Linked DNA regions of Mus musculus: region 1 is linked to region 2. The links are chromatin contacts, called in public promoter capture Hi-C maps. All regions are on one chromosome and are shown on one strand. Each heading gives the region's core, a stretch centred on a gene start, on an enhancer-like site or on the middle of the called end of the contact. The rest is flanking DNA. Distances are from core to core; before and after follow the strand shown.

The links. Promoter capture Hi-C pulls out the DNA fragments that hold promoters and counts their contacts.
Region 1: a promoter capture Hi-C map of cranial neural crest shows a contact between it and region 2. The contact joins the enhancer-like site here to the promoter of Glis2 in region 2. A contact is called at or near these places in 9 of 39 promoter capture datasets (the 3T3-L1 cell line, the C10 cell line, cranial neural crest and 4 more) and 4 of 115 datasets of contacts at active chromatin or transcription factors (bone marrow-derived macrophages, craniofacial prominence and embryonic stem cells).

Annotation. Positions count from the first base shown.
Region 1 is chr16:4,272,094-4,277,656 of GRCm38.p6, reverse strand. It overlaps Gm36359 (a long non-coding RNA gene), which reads left to right. Exons shown (of 4, transcript XR_875865.2): 2 at 3,543-3,820. Among named protein-coding and RNA genes, the nearest start is that of Gm36359, 9.4 kb to the left of the region's middle. Within about 2 kb of position 3,591, at least 85 of the 459 cell types and tissues checked have an H3K27ac peak or open chromatin away from gene starts, as enhancers often do. A contact at or near this core is called in bone marrow-derived macrophages, where this site is marked.
Region 2 is chr16:4,591,911-4,597,971 of GRCm38.p6, reverse strand. Glis2 (GLIS family zinc finger 2) reads right to left here and starts at 3,259. Exons shown (of 7, transcript NM_031184.3): 1 at 3,037-3,259. It overlaps D330022H12Rik (a long non-coding RNA gene), which reads left to right and starts at 3,717. Exons shown (of 2, transcript XR_875867.3): 1 at 3,717-4,540; 2 at 5,255-6,061.

The sequences.
Region 1 (5,563 bases), core at 2,342-4,841, 320 kb after region 2:
ATCTTTAACTCATTACTGAAGCCCTGAAAAACTATCAAAATGTTTTTCAAAAGTTTATTTTGAAAAAGTATATTCAAGGACTGGAGAGATGGCTCAGTGGTTAAGAGTACTTCCAAAGGTCCTGAGTTCAATTCCCAGCAACCACATGGTGGCTCACAACCGTCTATAAAGGGATCTGATGCCCTCTTCTGGTGTGTCTGGAAATAGTTACAGTGTACTCATATAAATAAAAAAATAAAAAACAAAATTTAAAAAAGAAAAAGTATATTCAAAAGTTTTTCTGAATCAGAGAAAATCATGTGACACAGATCCAGAGAATCTTGGAAAATAACTCAGATAACGCTACGATTAAATTCAAATTTTGTTGTTGGTTTATTTTGGGCTCATAGCAGTTTCAGATAGAAAAATGTGTATAGTGGAAGACACTGGCCAATTTGCTTGTAAGAATCTTGAAATGAGCCGGGCGTGGTGGCGCACGCCTTTAATCCCAGCACTCAGGAGGCAGAGGCAGGTGGATTTCTGAGTTCGAGGCCAGCCTGGTCTACAAAGTGAGTTCCAGGACAGCCAGGGCTATAGAGAAACCCTGTCTCGAAAAAGCCAAAAAAAAAAAAAAAAGAATCTTGAAATGTCTTCTTTTTTTTTCACCCCCGAGACAGGGTTTCTCTGTATAGTCATGGCTGTCCTGGAACTCACTCTGTAGACCAGGCTGGCCTTGAACTCAGGAATCCGCTGCCTTTGTTCCCCTAGTGCTGGGATTAAAGGCGTGAGCCACCACTCCCCGGCTTGAAATGCCTTCTTAATTAACACAACACCAACTCATAGGCAAATCTCTGTCCATGTATACTTAGTACAACTACTATGGGACACAGTTGGTTGCTGCATTTGAATTCACCAAGTTGTTGGGCCTGGGGGGCTTGAGGAAGCCTTTGGACTCAGGGCACTGGTACTTGGCCCTGAGGTAGTCATTTCTAGTAGACAGACTTGATCCAGCCTGTTTCCGTGGGGCCACCCTCACCTGATTGTCCAGAATCCATAGCTGGTTCCCAGTTTTCAGAGTCAACGTTCTCTCTGCAGGAGTGAGTTTCAGAGGCCTTTCTCTCAGCAGGAAGCTGTATAAACTGAAGAGAGGCAGAGCCAGGAAGAAGACACAGCCTGTGTGGGCTCAGTTGGCTTCTCTGGAGCTTGCTTAACACCATGGGCAGACAGGAGTCAGCCGAGGCTTATTTGCTTGGGACTACTTTGAGCAGGAATAGGAAAAGGGTTCATTTTGTCCAGGATTTTAAAATGCTTCGAAAATAGTACTGATTCAATGTAAGTATTTAGTCACTGGCTGGGTTTCCCAATCCCTTCACATACAAGTGTGACAGTCAGTTCCCTAGTTCTTAAGAAAACCCTGAAAATGAGTCACCAACCTTTGGTGCCCAAGAGTCAGACTATTTTCCATGGTGCAACAAGGTTAGGTTCCCAGACTGGTAAGTAGCTTTTAATACTGAGCATAGGTGTGAACCGATGGTAAGCAAATGCAATGCAAAGAGAGACCCTCTCTGGGAGAAAGCTGGCGGTTTTATTTGTCATTCTATCCATTCTGTTCTAACTTAGCACAACTAGTTAGAAAGAAAACAATCCAGTTGGGCATGTTAAAAATTTTTCTGTAATCACAGCGCTCGGGAGACTGAGGCAGGAGGATTGCTATAAATTCAAGGCCAGCCTGGGTTCTAAACCAGCCAAGGGCAACATAATATTAAAACAAAACAAGACAAAAACAACAACAACAACCAACAACAAAAACCCTACCTTAATAACAGACTAGACTAGACTAGACTCAACTAAACTGGAAAGATCTCCCAGCAGTTAAAAAAAGAATACTTCACTTCCAGAGGACCCAAGTTCAGTTCCCAAGACCCACGCAAGGTAATGCCTGTAACTCTCACTCTAGGGATGCTCAACACCTCTGGCTGCCAAAGGTTCCAGCACTGACATGTACATACCCTTATACAAGTAGTATAGATAATTAAAAATAAATCTTTTCTTAAAAAGAAAAGAGTGGTCTTGCAGTGGTGGCATTTGGGAGACAGAGTGGGGTAGATATCTGAGCTCAAAGCCAGCTTGGCTACATAGTTCCATGACAGCCAAGGCTACACAGAGAAAACCCTGATTCATAAAGCAAAAGCAAAAGAAGAAAGAAAAGAGTAAATCAGGAAGCTCTAGCTCAGTGGGGAAGAGGCTATGTGTTTATCCATCAGGGAGAATTGCACGCGCCCCTCTCCCTCCCTTCCTCTCTCACCGCATTCTAAGCTATTCTGACTTACTATATAACCAAGGATGTTCTTCACCTCCTGCCCTCTCGATGGGACTCCATCCATGGGCCACACACAATGCCTGATTTATGCAGTGCTGGAGATCAAACCCTAGCCTTCTTGCATGCTAGACACTCTACTAACTGAGTCACAACCCCATCCCCACATCTGCTCCTTAAATAGTATCCTGTCGGTGGGAGGGGTCACTTTTCAACCTGGTGACCCCTCCCTGTGTAACTGGAAACTAGCAGCAGCACCCTGTCTCTTCTCATCTGGAGATATGTCAACTGGCAGCCAGTAGATCAGGGCCATAATGCCCTTTCTGAAAATAGGAGGGCTGGAGAGATGGCTCAGTGGTTAAGAGCACTGGCTGCTTTTCCTGAATTCAATTCCCAGCAACCACATGTGGCCCACAACCATCTGTAATGGGATTGATGCCCTCTTCTGGTGTGTCTGAAGACAGCTACAGTGTACTTGCACACATTAAATAAATAAATATTTAAGATAAAAAAAAGAAAAGAAGAGGTCTTATTTAATAAATTCTTAAAGCTGGGAGGGATTTGAGAGTAAGCATCAAAATCCAGGAAGTTATCTATATACATATACATATACATATACATATACATATACATATACATATACATATACATATACATATACAGGTTTAAATTTACTGAATCATTTTTGCTAGGAAGCTTCTTCCCCCAACCAAATTTGTTGCTTTTTTATGCTATTGTGAGGCATTTGTTTTAATTTCATGGTTTTCAAAAGTTTACAGTTTTACAAAATTGGATGTTGATGAAATCCATTAGAGTGTTCATTGTCTGGTGAATTTGACATCCATCTGTCTTGCGTATGTTTCCACTGGTGGCTTTCAATGGTCTTGACATGTATCGGACATACACCGACCTATTAAACACACATATAAACACTCATGCATTGAGACCCAGCTGGGTCATAAAGTATGGCTGTCTCTGACGTGGATTCAGTTTTGCACAAAGGGAGTCTGGTGTCTCTACAGAAAAGCGCACACACTGGGGTGCTCTGGGGCGCTGGTTTAAAAGGGGTCCCTTCCAGCTCAGCAACTCTCCCTTTGCTTCTCTCTACTCACCACCCTTACGTTTGCAATAAACCTGACAAAAACTTCCAGAAGGAAACTAAGAACACTCACATTGGAAGGAAATGTTGGCAGGCAGCCAGAGACTGAAAGTACACTAGCTAATTTTGCTCTTGTTTCTCTGCCAGTAACTCCTTGGCCTCCGCATACCCAGCACAGGCCGGCCCCAAAGACAATTCTGATCATGTCGAAAACTCTTGGCTCTGAAGCCGATGAATCATGGCAACTTGAGCTTCCTCTCCTCTGGATGGACCAAGTGTTTCTCCTCACAGAATCTGTCAGCCCTGGTGATGGGACAGTGAAGACTTTCCGAGGGTGATAAAGCCACTCAGCTTGCTTGTCACACAGAGGGTGGGACCAGCAAAAGAGGTCCACTTCAGCTGCTGTCCCTCATTTCCAGATAGAGGTGACCCTTCATTTTACTACAGAGAGGGAAGGAGGAGGAAGGGAGGGGGAGGGAGGGAGGAGAGGGGAAGAGGGAATGGAGGCTTGAGGCCTGTGGTACTCGCCTGAGGAAGCTGAGACAGAAGAACCTTCAAGTTTGATAATAGCCTGGGCCACAGGATGAGACCCTGTCCAAAAAAGGGAAGAAAAACATGCAGGAAATGAAGACTGGAGGGAGGAAGGGAAGCAAGAAGGCAGCCTCTCGACTCCTGTGTACATGGAAGCTAATTTGCAAATACATCCTCTAGTCTGCATCTTCTGAATACAACTCCGGCCTCAGGTGTCTCCTCCACTCACTCTGCAGTCCAGAGCTTTACCCCCAGCTCAAGGAGCAGGCTGCTCCGTGCCATTATTTATCTTCTGAGTCTGTGGTGCTTGGGATAGATCCCAGGGCCTCCTGATGCTAAGCAAGTTCTCCAGCACTGAAATGGTACAGTCCGAGCACACAGCCCAACACCCAGGCAGAGGTTAAGCTAATCCTATGGCGTGCTGGGGTCTGACCCAGTCCATCCACAGTCGGCAAGGCAACCCAGAACATGCTGGGTACAGGTGGAACCTTTTGGATTTCTTAAACGAGGAACAAAGGACCTAAAGTGATTTAGGAAATAAGAGTTGAGGGTCCTTCTCCCAAGAATGTTTTTATGGGGTTGGGAAGGAGGTTGGGATAGGTTAAATACCAGCATGTGAGCCCTGAGGAGACAGGCAGTCCTGCAGGGGAGCCAGCAATGGCTGTAAGGCTATCCCAGAGGAAGGCTGCTGGCCTCTTTAGCCAGAGGCCTAGGTGACCCAAAGAGGCCAGAACCACCATCCCAACAAGATTCAAAGCCTTATGAATTTTCTGGGAAGGCAGAGGGTCTTGTTCCATGCAAAGAGCAGAGCCAGGGTACCCCAGGCCTGGAATGTGTCTAGAGATAAATGTTTGGAGCTGTGCTGGATAGTGTTATGTCAAATTAACACAGCTAAAGTCATCTCAGAGGAGGGAACCTCAATTTAAAAAAAAAAGTCTTCATAAAATCTCATTGTAGTAAGCCTGTAATTTCTTAATTAAAGATTGACTTAGTTTGGGTTTTATTGCTGTGAACAGACACCATGATCAAGGCAACTCTTATATAGGCAAACATTTCATTGGGACTGGCTTGCAGGTTTAGAGGTTCAGTCCATTATCAAGGCAGGAAGCGTGGCATCGTCCAGGCAGGCGTGGTGCATGGACCTGAGAGTTCTACATCTTGATCTGAAGGCAGCCAGAAGGAGACTGTCTTCTGTAGGTAGCCAGAAGGGGGAACACTCTTCCACCCTGCAGAGAGCTTGCAGAGAGCACCACCCCTACAGTGATGAACTTCCTCCAACAAGGCCACACCTCCCAGTAGTGCCACTCCCTGGTCCAAGCATTCAAACCACCACAGTGATTATGGGTGGTGCTGTCCCTGGGCTGGTGGTCCTGGGTTTGACAAGAAAGCAATTTGAGTAAGCCATGAGGAACAAAGCAGTAAGCAACATCCCTCCATCCTTTGCATCAGCTTCTGCCTCTAGGTTCCTGTCACTTGAGTTCCTGTCCTGACTTCCTTCGATGATGAACAGTGATGTGGAAGTGTAAGGCAAATAAACGCCTTCCTCCCGGCTTTTTTTTCAGTCATGGTGTTTCAGTGCAACAATAGAAATCCTAACTAGGACAGCCAACCTGGTGCAAAGAGACTTACTGGACTGA
Region 2 (6,061 bases), core at 2,010-4,509:
GAACCCAAATGCTCTATCTCCACCCAGAGACCCTTGTGTCTGATAAGAGAGGGTACCTCATTGCTTAGCACACACCCATACCAGCCATAGGGTCCCCACCATCCTTGAAAAGAGAAAGGGCCCTCCCACTCAGTAAGGATGGCCTCCAAGTGACAACCATTGATGACCAGTGAAGGGATTCAGGGATAGCCTTGGGAAAGGCTCACTCAGCCCTGACTGAGAGAGTCTCTCCTCTGGAATCCAAATTTCCCAACTGGGTACAAGGCCCAAGGGGGATCAAGCCAGGAGCAACATAGCACATGCACACACACACACACACACACACACACACACACACACACACACGCGCGCGCACCCCAAATGCCTCCCCAAGAGCAGAATTGCAGGCCCCAGCCTCAACATCTGGTCCCCTAGCCACAGCTGTTACCCTTCTCCTCCCTCATTCTGGGATTGCCCCAAACCCTGCCCAGCACTGGCACCGCCCTCTCCCATAAGTGGGAAATTCAGATTCCAGGAGAGTCCAGCTGGGGAGACGGAAATGTGCATGGGAAAACCACATTCTTCCCTCCACGCCAAAGCCAGCACAGACCCTGGAACAATTTAGGTGGCCAGTGCACCCTCCCACTACACAGGGCCAAGGCTGAACCAGCCTTGGAAGACAGCCTGAGATGCAGAGGTGAGGTCCAGCTTCCCTCCGGGTCCTGAGAAGTGGCCCTGGCAGACTTTTGTCTGTCTTGTGTCCAATTTGCCCTCTAGCCCCTCACTCACACTCACACTAAGCAAAGAGGGCTAAAGAAGAAATGACTACAAGTACCCTTTTGCAGCTGAGTTTTTCAGAAACAAAAGCTTTGCGGAAAGAGGTTTCCACTATTGTTTAAAATGAGGTTTTGGGATGTCTGTGGCATCCAGTTATTCATGCTGGCTCCACCCACGGATAATTGAGAGTTGGCTTTTGTTGGACATATCCTTTCTCCCTGCCCCCACCCACAGGCCAGCCTCATCTTAGGACTCAGCTATCTCACCTTGCCTGACCCTAAGTTTTACAGATGAGGAAACTGAGGCCTGGACAGGGGAAGAGTCAGGCCAAGCAACACTCAAATGCTGATGGTTGTGCCAAGATTTGAACCCAAGACACAAAAAAAGGGTTTCTTGGCCAAGAGCTTTCCCCCATATGCCCTACACACAAATTGTGTCCTGGATCCAGCAAGTCCCTTAACGGCCAGTGACCCCCAAAGCAGCAGTGCCTGGAAGTGGGGTGACTCATTGTCTGGCTTCCCACCCACCCCCAATCTAGGAGGGAGGGCTGGCAGGTGTCCCCGCATAGAGAGCCAAGAGCCAGATTGCCCCAGGGGGCCTGGGCTAGGGTCACTCTGAGGCTGGAGAGACCCAGCTGGAGGGATTTAACACCAAAGGTCAGGGGTCACAGACAGGGAAGGACAGGCAGGCATAGGGGGTCAGGGGGTCAGCACTAATGGTAGCTCCGGAAAGAAGGGGGAGGGGGGAAAGGCTAAAGACACAGGGCTACTTCCAAGGGTTCCCCACCCCACAAAACCACAGCCTGGCACTGCCTCCTGCTTGACTGATGGCAGACAGGGACATATTACACTGGGACTGGATCCTGAAATGAGCTAGACGGCAGTTCAGCAAAGGGTGTCTTAGGAGACCCCTCCCCCAGTGCAAGCCAGGGCCAGCTGAGAGGCCCAGCCTGAGCCCAGAGGGAAGAAAAGAGAGAGAGGGCTCTGAGGTCACTAGAGAGGGATGTGTGGGCTGGGGCTGGGACAGCTGTGGTACTGTGCCACCAGAGCAGGGCCTGGGGAGAGCTGGGCACACTGAAGGGGACAGTTTTACATTCCCTGAGCCTAGGGGCTTCAGAAAGCTAGCTAAGATAGCAGTTGTCTCCCTAGCCATGGCTCAACCCCACCTTCCTTCCTGGGTGCCAGGACAACAGGGAGACAGCCGTGCAGGGTGCCTGCCACCGAAGCCCAAGACGCAGGCCCTAGCCCTGGCCAGACCCATGGGAGCTCAAGTCTTGGTAGGGCCACTGGCTAGCCTGACTGCCCCCTTGGTGTCAAGCATTCCCTCTAGAGCCAAGATCTTGGGCCCTGATGGCTGGGGGCCCAGGGCTCCTCCCAGCATCCCTTCCAGCTTCCCAGGCCCCAGGGCAGGGCTGGGCAACTCCCTGCAACCAGTGCTTCCCCGCCACCCTCTGGCTGGGCTGGGCGGGCCCTCCTGGGTAGGCAGACAGGCAGCATGCTGCCCTGCTGTGGCCTGAGTATCCCACTGGGTAGGGCAGTGTGCCAAGGCGTCCAGGTGCCAGCCTGGATTCCAGCCCCATCCTAGGGGGCCTGCGGGGAGGTGCAAGCATCATCCTGGTAGGAGGGGGATGCACCTGCCTCGTCACCTCTTTTCCAGACCCATCCTGAGGATGCAATCACTCACCCTCTCCATCCAGCCAGGTCCCTCACCTGCTTCCATCCACCCTTCAGGAGTGGACCAAAGGCTACACAATATTCCAACTCCTAGTGCTGAATCAAGGGACGCCCCCCTCTCTGCCTCCCCCAAGGCTTGTTAAGGGTAGTGAGAGCAGGACTTTACCCAGAAAGGGAGGGTACCTTCCAAATAACCCGAGCTCACCGGTGAGCAAAGGTGGCTGCCAGATGCCCCATACAACTTCATGCCCAGGCTTCGGGTGGCCCCCTCTCACCTCGCAGAGCACCCCTACTGAAGACGCCCAACTTCCCCAGTGAAGTTTGCGCCCGCCCCGGGCCGGGCCACAGTTCAGCTCGGCCCCCAAACAGAAGGAGGGAAGGAAAGAGAAAAAAGACGGTGAAATCGAAGGACCCAGCCAGGGAGCCGGCGAGAAAGGGAGAGCGCAAAACCAACGAGCGCAGGGGCCTCAGCGAGGGCTCACAATGGCCCGGAGCAAGGCGCGGACGCGGGAGGGGGAGGCGACCCTCTGGTTACGCTGCCCCGCGCACCAGGCAAGTCCCTGGCCCAGCCCGCGTCCTCCCGGCGCGACGCCCGGGGGCTTCCTACCTCGGCTGCCGGGCTGACTGGCTCCGGCTGCGGGTTCCGGCGGTCCTGGGGCAGCGGGGAGCGGGCGAGGGGGAGGGCCGGGGCGGGCGGGGGCCGGGGCGCGAGGCTTACGGGGCACGGGCTCCCCTGGCGCCGCGCGGCACCCGGCCGCTCCGCCACATCTGCAGCTCGGGGCAGGGAAGGTGGCCGCGGCGGCCGGGCTGTGCGGGGATGTCTTTGCAAGGGAGGGAGGAGAGGAGAGGAGGGAGGGGGTGGGAGGAGGGACTGGCGGCCTTGGAGGAGGGCGAAGAGGAGGGGCGCGGGGGGCGGCCTCCCTCCCTCCCTCCCTCGCGGCTCGCTCGCTCGCTCCCGCCCTCCCTACAAACCCCTCTCACTACTGCGGCCCCAGGCCCGGAGCGCCAGCTGCCAGACGGAGCGTGCGCGGGGGGTGGAGGGTGGGGGTGGGGGGAGGCTGGGCCCGGGGAGGGGAGGAGAGCGGACGGCCGCAGGAGCGGGCACCGGAGGGAAGGGGGAGCGAAGGAGGGAGCCCCGCCACGGCAGAGACGCGCGTCCTCCTCGACTCCCCCCCCCCCCATCCCCGCCTGCCGCGGTCCCGCCCCCAGCCCGAGGGCAGCGCTAGGACAAGGCCTGGGGGGCGGGGGGCAGGGCGAGATATCCCGCCCCTGGGGGAAGCCTGGGAGAGGGGCGGGCGAACCGGCCAGGAGGAAAAGCCCCAAGGACCGGGAAGATGGAGGCGGCCGCAGCGGGCGAGGGGCGGGGACCCTCGCCTCCCCCTGCGGGGTCACCTTGGCCAGGGCCCCCGCGGCCCTTGGCTGCCGCGGAGGTGATAGAAATGCCTCTTGGAAGGCCCTGATTTCCCCGCCCAGTCCAGATCCAGGACCGCGCAGGCAAAGGCCTTTCAATTCCGACAGGTTCGAGGCCACGCTTCTCTCTTCCAGCTTTGCCTTGTCTTCAGCCTCAGTTGCCCTCCTGGTGAAATAAGCACAAGGCCTGGCACAACCAATCCAGGATTCCGTTATCTTGGTGACATCCGCCTGGACAACCTGGGTCCCCTAATCTGAGCGCCGCCGGGGTCATCGCACTTGGCGTCAGTAAGTTCAATGAGTTGGTCACTGAAAAGTGGATGTAAGTCAGTAACGCTTGCACACCGCAGCCAAGCTGTTTCCCACCTTTTCCTGGGAAGCTCAGACTTGGCGTTCTTTAGTGTTTTCTTTGGGCGAGTCTTGAGTCCACGCCTAATATCTTTTTACCTGTCTGGTGACAAATCTCAGTTCAAAAAGACAGCCCTCCTGATCCGAAGTTGGACTTGAACTCAGGAAACGAAAAGGCACTTCAAAGTCAGCATCACCAGTAGGTGAAGTACTGACTCCGGGTTGGAAATCTGTTATTCGGGCATTTGATGCCTCGGTCTGCGCCAGAGCCACATCAAGACATGAATCTTGATCATGGGGCATCCCCATTCCCAGGCACTGCTCTTGGCACACGCTCCTGGTCTGGTGCGAAGGTAGGCACATAATTGGTGCTCCTGATGTGGTGATCAAATGGATACGTAGTCAGTGCTCTTAACTGATTATGTAGTCATGATGGGTGCTTCGGTTTGAACGAAGACACATATTAGATTCTTATGATCTTTTAATACATGAAAGGGATTTAGGAAGAGGTCGGTTCACCAGGAGTAAGGCGGGGATAATGCCCCCCCACCCCCATTTCCCCTGTGTGGATAATGTCGCAGTGCTGCCGGGTTAAATATTAGCTGGCAGATGGACCCGGAGAAGGCCAGCTCTGGGACCTAAAGCTTGCTTCCAGGAAGAGGCTGTTAAAGGGCCGCCGAACATCACTAGAGTCTGAGGCGAGGGACTGCAAAGCGCCCTCTCCCGGCATCTTGAATCTGCAATTTAGTTATTCTGTTATTCTGTTAACCCAGCCCTAGTGCAGTATCTCACCTAAGCTGACTACAGGAACTGAGGCACATCGGTAGTGTGAAACTGGTGTACTAGTTAGTATAAATCTGTTTAGAAAAAGGAAAAAAAAAAGCTTATTCAGGAGCTAAAGTAGTTCAGCACGTGTTCCTAGGTTCAGTCCCTGATAACGGGGGAAAAAAGTATCATTGGGGGACACCAGGTGCTGTGCCATTTTAGCGACAAAAGGCCAACAACCTCAGTTGAGGAATGCTTGAGCCTAAGAAACTTCAGAGTGTTTTTCTTTGTTTTGTTCCCAGGGAGAATTCAGACTGGAATCCAAGGCTGGGTGGTGAGGCATGACCCCTCCTCACTGCAATCTGGGAACATGGAGGTACACTTACTATAAACTAGGCAAGTGGTCCCTTAGATGTCAAGCCTGGTCCAGTTTCACAACCTAGCTGGTGTCCTCGTAACTACTGAGAGAGAAAAAAGTAAACAAAATTTGGATGTTTTCTGCAAAACCAACAAGATTAAACACAGAAGCCTGAAATCCCAGCACTTGGGAGGACCACCACAAGTTGGAGGTTGGCCTGAATTACATAGTGAATTCCAGGGCCACCTGGGCTATGTATAAAGTGAGATCTTTATCAGCATTTAAAAATAATGTGTTCAAAGCCAGCCTGGTTTACATAACAAGTCCCAAGACAATCAGGGCCACATAGAGTGAGCCTGTGTCAGAAAAAAAAAAAACTAAATAAATACGTAAATAAAAAGGAGTGAAGACAGACTGCTAAATTAGGTGTAGAAGTAACTCAGGCCTCAATCCAGGCAGCTGGTCCTCAGTGGGCTGAGCTAGGAGTGTCTGGATTTTAAAGCTGGCTGGGGATACAAGATTCTATCCTAAATACCCATCCTCAAGGAGACCACTTCTCTCTCTGTACTATTTTCTCTCTACATTTTTCACTGTATTCCCAACAACTTCAAGAGTAACTCCCATTATTCCCATTTTACAAAAGTGGAAACTGAGGCAAAGGGACATTGACATAGTCAGTGGTTTTGTTGTGGTTGCTTGTTTTGTTTTTCAACATAGGGTCTCTGTGTAGCTGGCCTCAAAGATGGGCCTG